Linked DNA regions of Mus musculus: region 2 is linked to region 1. A link is a contact called in public HiChIP or PLAC-seq data. All regions are on one chromosome and are shown on one strand. The core of a region is the stretch at or near the end of the contact, and the rest is flanking DNA. Distances in the headings are between cores, read along the strand shown.

Region 1 (3,828 bases), core at 576-3,075:
TGAAATCTTCCTATAAAGAAAAAATTTATACAGCATGATTAATATTTAAGTAAGTAAAATCGCTGATGCTAGTAAGTCAAATTTACAAATACCTATTATGGCAAGGCCCCAAATCAACCTCAAAGACGGCCCTACAAAAGAACATGGCCCCAGGCACATCTCTAGGACTGAATGTGACCAGTGACTGACTCCTCAGCACACGCTCGCTCACTGCTGTCCACCCACAGATTTCTAGTACACTGGCTTCAGGCAGGGCATCTAGACTGCGGTCCAGCCAATTTAAAGAATTGCAGACAAGAATTTTATCTCAGTTGTCATCATCCCTGAGCAAACGGTCAGTCTGAGATGTCCTGAACAGGGCAAGGCATGTCATCTCGAACTGCCAGGTGTCTCGTCACTCAGCATGGCTCTTTCTAACAGTGACAGGATCTGCCCTGGGGACTTGCTGGTGGACATTCTTCTACTGTGGCAAGAATGTCACTCTCAGCAAAGCCCTAGATAAGAGACATTTTGTTAGAAAAGTCCGCTGTCATCAAGGATGAGTCAACACGGGAGAAAAAAACGAGGAAAGGGGAAAGGTGGGGTCGGTAGGAAGAGCAGCATGGTGGATCTCTAGCCTGGGGCACACCTTTCCTTGCAGCATAAAACAAGGTGAGGAACCCCCTCCTGTCCACCGAACAGCTCACCACACAAACATCCTACCCAGTACAAGCACTCTCAATGGGACCTTTTTATTTGTGACTTTGTGTGGTCAGTGGAACTAGAAACAGAAATGACCAACAGAGCTGCTAAGGTCAGTGAAGATTAGCCAGGGCTGGGAAACTCTGTCCTTAAAGACTGAACTCTGCGCCATCACAGCTAAATAGTTCTCATGCAAAAAGGCTGATATTAGACACAGGTGACCATGGACAGACATCTTCTCTAGCACCTTACCTACACTGTGCACAGAGCTACAGTCTCATTTCCTGCATCTACACGAGGTTTCTAGATCATCAGTAAATACCTTAGTGAAGAGCCCTAGGCTCGACACAAGTACTGTATGCTAGATCCACCAGCAGTCACTTTATATTTTAGTTTTATATATGTAAACTAACTTTAAAAAAAATAAGCCCAGGGCGTATTTTATATATTCTTGGCCAAGTCTTTCTTGGAGTTTCAGAAAATCATGACTGAAAATCTTTAACTCTGCCTTAGGTTGTTGACTATTCCATAACTCTTTGGATACCCTACTGACCTTGATGCTAAGATCCTTAGCTAAGTGACCATTTTTTCTGGCTCTCTGGCCTCTTGTGAATTCATAGCTCCCAGCATAGAAGTAATTAACTGGTTTGAACCTAACCCATCGTATTGGTTACTTCTGACAAACCACCATAAAGTCTGACCCCAATCGGCACACGGGTAATTAAAGCCAGTTTCATGAAAGTGAGAAAAAGAATGTTCAAAATATATAGGCTACTATCTTCCAAGTTGAAATATTGGACCCAGCGAGAGGCCTGGTGCTGTGGGTCAGAATGGGCATTTGCTTCCTTTGCCTGCTTCTTGGTACCCAGGCCAAGGCTTCCAGGGAGACCACAGGGCAGGATGAGCAGGGCGTCATTTTATGGTTGATTGATAAAGACCATCCAACGCCAGGATTCTTTTGAGAGTTGTTTTCTGGCAGGGAGGAGGAGGGTGAGTTAGACAGGGCTTTTCTGAGTAGCTCCAGCTGTCCTGGAACTTGCTCTGTAGACCAAGCTGGCCTTGAACTTAGAGATCTCCCTAGCTCTGCCTCAGACTGCTGGGATTGATGGTGTGTGCTATCATGCCTGGCTAATTCTAGAATTCTCGCACATCTCTCTGCACCTGTACTCTCAGGGGAGCTGTCCCCAGGAAAGGGTTGCAAAGGATGTCATTTGGGAAGAAGAGACTTCAACCTGAGATTGGCTCTCAACACTCTGAAAAGTAGGGCATTGAACTGCCCCTCCCATCGATCATGGAAAGGATATAAGAAATCCTAGTAGTGATGAGGAAGAGGATAATGGACTATTTATAACCCAGAAGCAAAACGCATTAAGGAAGTGAGCCAGCCAGAAGCAGGGAGGGAGCACAGGGAAGAGGTAAACTGGCACATGAGCATATGTGAATGCAACAATCTACTCTGCACGCGAACCTAAAGATGCGCAAGCTGGGGAGAGGGCTCACTGGATATCTTTCCCTAGGGGTAATTCCCAGCACCCACATGGCAGCTCACAACCTTCTGTAAGGCCAGTCTCAGAGGATCTGCCACCCTCTTCTGGGTTTCGTGGGTACTATACACATGAGGTACATAGACATACATGCAAGCAAAGTATCTGTTTACATAAAAATAATTCATTAATTACAAAATAATATAGATGATCTCTCATTAGATGTTTTGAACCATCATAAGATAGATAAATAGATAGATAGATAGATAGATAGATAGATACATAGATACATAGATAGATACATAGATAGATACATAGATAGATACATAGATAGATACATAGATAGATACATAGATAGATACATAGATAGATAGATAGATAGATAGATAGATAGATAGATAGATAGATAGATAGATAGATACATAGATAGATACATAGATAGATACATAGATACATAGATAGATACATAGATAGATAGATACATAGATAGATAGATACATAGACAGATACATACATACATACATACATACATACATACATAGATGCATAGATGCATAGAAACATACATAGATAGATACATAGATAGATACATAGATAGATGTGTATCACCTGTGTGCTGGTACCTGTAGAGGCTAGAAGAGGGTATTAGATACACTAAAACTGGACTTACAAACAGTTGTCAGCTGCCATGTGGGTGCTGAGAATCAAACATGGGTCCTCTGGAAGAGCAGCTGTTTTTTTTAATTTGTTTTTATATATTTTTAATCCAATTGTTAAACCCTGACTAGGCTCAGACCTTCGAAGGTGGGTCCTTGGGAAATGGCTCAGTAGGTAAAGGGCACACAGGAGCTTGGATGCCTGGCACCTGTTTAAAAGTGGGATGCAGTAGCCTGCATCCGTGATGGCAGGGCTGCTGTGCAGAGACAAGGCAGAGCCTAGAGACACCGTCAGACGGTCTGAAATGGTGAGTCTTAAGATCAGGTCTTAAGAAATGAGATAAAAGGTGATAGCAGAGGTGATGTTGACCTCTGGTCTCCATAAGAACACCAACAGGCAAATGCATCCTCCTGACACACACACACATGAATATGCATACACATGCAGATACACACTAATAATAATGATAAATGAAATAAGCAGAAAATATATTAAAAAATGAATTTAGGAGGGTGGCATCATGACGTGGTGACACCATTTGAGAAAGACCTTTTGCTTACACACTCTTGCCTTCTTAACTGGATATGCTAGTTCAACAGGAAGGCTCTCCACTCTCTGTTCTCCTATCCCCCATGGTCTGGGCTGCATTTGTCTCCAGTGTAATGAGCCTCACTTGGGGAACTTTAAGTTCCCCAAGCATCATTCAGGAGCCTGGAGGAGAGACCACACACAGACCTTCACTCCCAGACACTTTTCTTTTTCCTTTTTCATATTGAAGGGGGAAAAAAAAAAGCTCTGCCTTCTAATAAAGGAGAATAAAATCGACATTCATCACACATATCTAAATGTGGACTATGTGATACTTTCATGATGTTTTATTCTGTTGTTCCCATCTGAATCCTAAGAGGTGGTTTGATATCCCAAATCTCTAAATTCTAATATCTCAAATGGCCAATCCAAACCCATATTCAATTATATTCCCCTAGCTCCCATTGAACCAGGAGGA
Region 2 (3,828 bases), core at 492-2,991, 1.0 Mb before region 1:
GAAACCCTGTCTCAAAAAACAAACAAACAAACAAAAAAACAAAAACAAAAACCTCTAGATCTGGCGCCAATTTTTGCAGTGCCAGTCAGGGGCACCGTTTGAGATGCCGAACAGATGCAAGCTGTGAGATGCTGTGAGGTCACAGCACTGCCCTTTCTGTCAAACAGGCAACCTGCTATTTTTTATGTAAGAGATACTTTTAGCCTCAACCTTACATTCCAAATTTTTTTTTTTTTTTTTTTTTTTTTTTTTGCTGCCTGGTTCCTTCCAGGAAATAGGAAATATAAACAGTGTCAAAAAGATGGAAGGAGAGCAAAGGCAGGGGAAGAGATCTGGAAAAGAACTTTCTCGGCATCCCTTCCAGTGCCTAGTCACTCCTGTTACCGAACCATGTTAACATTGAATAAATGTCAGTCAACCAAAAGCTCAGTTATTACGGATTTACAGTTGGCTCCGGGGCTGTAGGTAGTACAAACGTAATTCCCGTACCACAATGACTTCCCAAGTTTAGCAGTGAGGTGGTTTATCTTCTATTTAAGCGGTGCAACGGACCAAGATGCAAGTTCTTACGTTACACAGGAAAGTTCAAGTTCCTCTGCTGACTACACACAACACCTCAAAGAAAGTAACTCACGACCATTATTATCTCAGACGAATTTCAGGGAACAAGGTCAATTACCTTTCGAATTTCATCCAGCACCGTCTCAAAGGACTTTTTGTCCATCTTGAGTACTATTCCGTCGTGACGTCTCACAGTTCTTGCAATTACAAAACGCTCATCCCAGGTTCGTCTCGTGGATAATACACCAGGAGGAGAAAGGAGGCGAGGAGGTAGAGTATTGCAAACTGCACCAAAACAAAACAAAAAATCCCAGAACGAAAACTTGGAAAAAGTTGGGTTTTTTTTTGTTGTTGTTTGTTTGTTTTTTTAAATAAAAATCAGACTTCAGTAGCTTCTTCACACAAAGCTTCAGCTGCTCAGAGCAGAGCGGGCTTGTGCGTTTGCAGAAATCAGGGCTCCGGAGGGTGCCGACAGCCGGGTGCTCCGGGGAAGGCCGCCGAGCCACGCTCCGCTCACCGCCGTGATCCGGGACACGTGGCCCCGCGGGCGCTCAGACCCGCCGATCCGCCCGATCCCGGGGTCCCGCAGCTCCGGCAACCGGCGGCCCCCGCAGGTCCTTTGTTACGGGCTTTCGTAGCTTCCGGGAGCGGGCGGGCGGCCGGGGCGCACTAGGAGCCGGACGAAGGGGGCCAGAGCCTTGCGAAGGGAGGCTCTCGAGCACCTCAGCGCTCATACGGCCAGGCGCCCAGCGGGTGCTCCCCTAAATGCCCCACCAGCTCCAGGGGACCTTTGATAGAGCGTGTCGCGCCCACAAGACGCAATGGTGCACCGCCACCTTAAGTCGCTTTTGCACAAATGATTAGTTTGGGGCGTCGGGGGGGGGGGGCGGGGTCCTAGTGTGGGAATATAGGCGTCCACGGCAGAAGCCTGAATGCTTGTGGAGCAGACGTGACTAAAGTCCTTTTCGGAGCGTGGTAGTCATTGTTTTAGTGTCACGATCCCCTAACTCTTCAGTTTCTCGGTGCTCTGTTTTGCTTCTTGAAAGTGAGTTTAAAGGAGCGAAGAGTAAGTAGGTCAGGAAGATCTGCGGACGCCGCCATCCTAGTGGCCAGGAGCACCTCGGCGTGGGGACCAGGGTCACTCGCTGGGCGCCTGACTCGGGGCGGAGCAAGGAGCAGGACACCCGGAATTAGTCTTCGGCGGTTCTCCGGTCGAGTTTCCCGGTGCTTTAGTCTGCCTCTGCCCTAGAGCCGGCTTCAGGCCTCGCTGACTTTCGCCTCCCAGACCCTCGCGATGGCGAGAGCCTGGGTCTGCCTGGCGGGCGCCGCCTTCTTCCTTTCCTGTCTGGTTTTGCATTCGCGCTTCTGTGGCTCGCTGGTAAATAGCAGGCAGAAGGCTGTGGGTGTGGGTGCCACCGAGGGGTACAGCCCCTGGGGTCCCAAACCTGCTCCCCTGGGGCTCAGCAGCTGACGACTCGTCCTCTCATTTAGTGTAAAAAGAATGCACGTGGGGCTGGGGAGGTGGCGCGGAGGTTGGGAGCTCGAGCAGCTTTTTCAGAGGACTCAGGTTCGATTCCCAGCACCAACTTGAAGGCTCACTCTCTCACTGTAACTCCAGTTCCAGGGAGCCTGATGCCCTCTTCTGGCCTTTGTGGGCACATGGTGCACATAAACTCACCCGAGCTCATGCACACAAGTCTAAATAAAAATAAGTAAACATCACACACACACACACACACACACACACACACACACACACACACTGGATTTTCCCCAGCTCTTACTACACTCTTAAGTCACACACACACACACACACACACACACACACACACTGGATTTTCCCCAGCTCTTACTACACTCTTAAGTCATCATTAGACTTTTCTTATGGTTGTTTTGATCTTTAGATATACAATCTTATTTCCGGCTACCTTCTGGTTGTCGAACTGAATCTGAGTATTTTGATTTTATTTGAGGTTTCAAGGACATTTTCTTTTCACGTTTCCTGGAGAATGGAGGACCCTCTTTTCCGGCTGGATTTGGGTTGGCCCAAGAATTCGGAATACTTCACTGGTGCAACATTTTGTGTTGCAGTTGATTCCCTCAACGGGTTAGTTTACGTAGCCCAAGTAAGTAGAATGCATTTTTTTTTTTTTTTAATATGTGAGCCTGTGAGGTCAAGAGAGACCAGAGTGTTAATGCGGTTATCAACTACCAGTGGTTTCCAGGATTGAACTCTGAGTGTCAGTCTTGCTTAGCAAACACTTTCATCTGCTCAGCCATCTCTTCAACTAGAGATTTTTTTTTAATTTTAATTATATACATTCAGTTTGATCACAACAGACAGGAATAATAAAAGAACAGTCAATCTGAGCATGACAAAAAGGAAAAAAAGAAGATGAACAGAAAGGAAAGAAGTGTTTCCCACCTAGATAGCCTGCTGCATTTATAGTATGCTAACTATGCAATTTAATTTTGAGTTGGCTTCAAGTGCACATTTTAGATTTGTATGCATTAGAAATTATTAAGTTTTGAAGTTAGTGCTTTTTTTTTACACACTTCTAAATTTCTTATTATACTTTCATTTTGATTTCTCTGACAAAAGTAAAGATTAGCGTTCCTATTGAGTGATTCTAAGCAGTTGTTTTTGTGTGCCTTCAGAGAGGGGATAACATCCCCAAGGTATTAGTGTTCTCAGAGGATGGCTATTTCCTACGAGCCTGGAATTATACAGTTGACACACCCCATGGTATGTTTGTCTCCGGCACACCATTTGAACAGTCCGTCTGGATCACGGACGTAGGAAGCGGTATGTGTAGTACTATCTATTAAATTGCCTTCCTAGATAGAGTCACATCTTTGCCCATGTTCTTGCTTATACACTTTAAGGCTAGCATTGCTGAATCTAATCATAATTTCCTTAATATTTCATAAAATCATGTCTTTCTACAAATTTGCACCACACTACTGTATAATCAAGAAATTCAATAACACTATAATCCCGATCTTTTAAACTTGTCAAGGGAACTTTATTTGGGTGGGGGTGGGATGGGGGGCAGACTGTCATTCTTCAGGGCTATCTATCTTGTCTTTTGAACCAAAGTCTCTCTCTCGCTGGCCTGGAACTAATGAGCAGGGGAGGTGAACTGGCCAGTGAGTCCTCGGCATCTTCCTTTCTCCACTCGCCCAATGCTGGTGTTACAGTGCACACACTCATACACAGCACGGTTTTATTTCTTTGTTTTTGTTTTTCCTGGTATTGGCTCTAGG

What was found. HiChIP or PLAC-seq counts read pairs in DNA pulled down with a chosen protein or histone mark.
Region 2: a contact with region 1 is called in an H3K4me3 HiChIP or PLAC-seq map of pro-B cells, with 5 times the contacts expected there. The contact joins the promoter of Nhlrc3 here to the enhancer-like site in region 1. A contact is called at or near these places in 4 of 39 promoter capture datasets (the C10 cell line, cranial neural crest and embryonic stem cells), 5 of 115 datasets of contacts at active chromatin or transcription factors (T-cell acute lymphoblastic leukemia, embryonic stem cells, epiblast stem cells and 2 more) and 1 of 9 other capture datasets (adipose tissue).

Annotation. Positions count from the first base shown.
Region 1 is chr3:52,448,293-52,452,120 of GRCm38.p6, reverse strand. No RefSeq gene overlaps it. Among named protein-coding and RNA genes, the nearest start is that of Gm38537, 17 kb to the left of the region's middle. Within about 2 kb of position 1,825, at least 11 of the 459 cell types and tissues checked have an H3K27ac peak or open chromatin away from gene starts, as enhancers often do. A contact at or near this core is called in pro-B cells, where this site is marked.
Region 2 is chr3:53,461,171-53,464,998 of GRCm38.p6, reverse strand. Nhlrc3 (NHL repeat containing 3) reads left to right here and starts at 1,741. Exons shown (of 7, transcript NM_172501.2): 1 at 1,741-1,939; 2 at 2,535-2,687; 3 at 3,220-3,367. The coding sequence starts at 1,856. Proser1 (proline and serine rich 1) reads right to left here and starts at 1,204. Exons shown (of 13, transcript NM_173382.2): 1 at 680-1,204. The coding sequence starts at 724.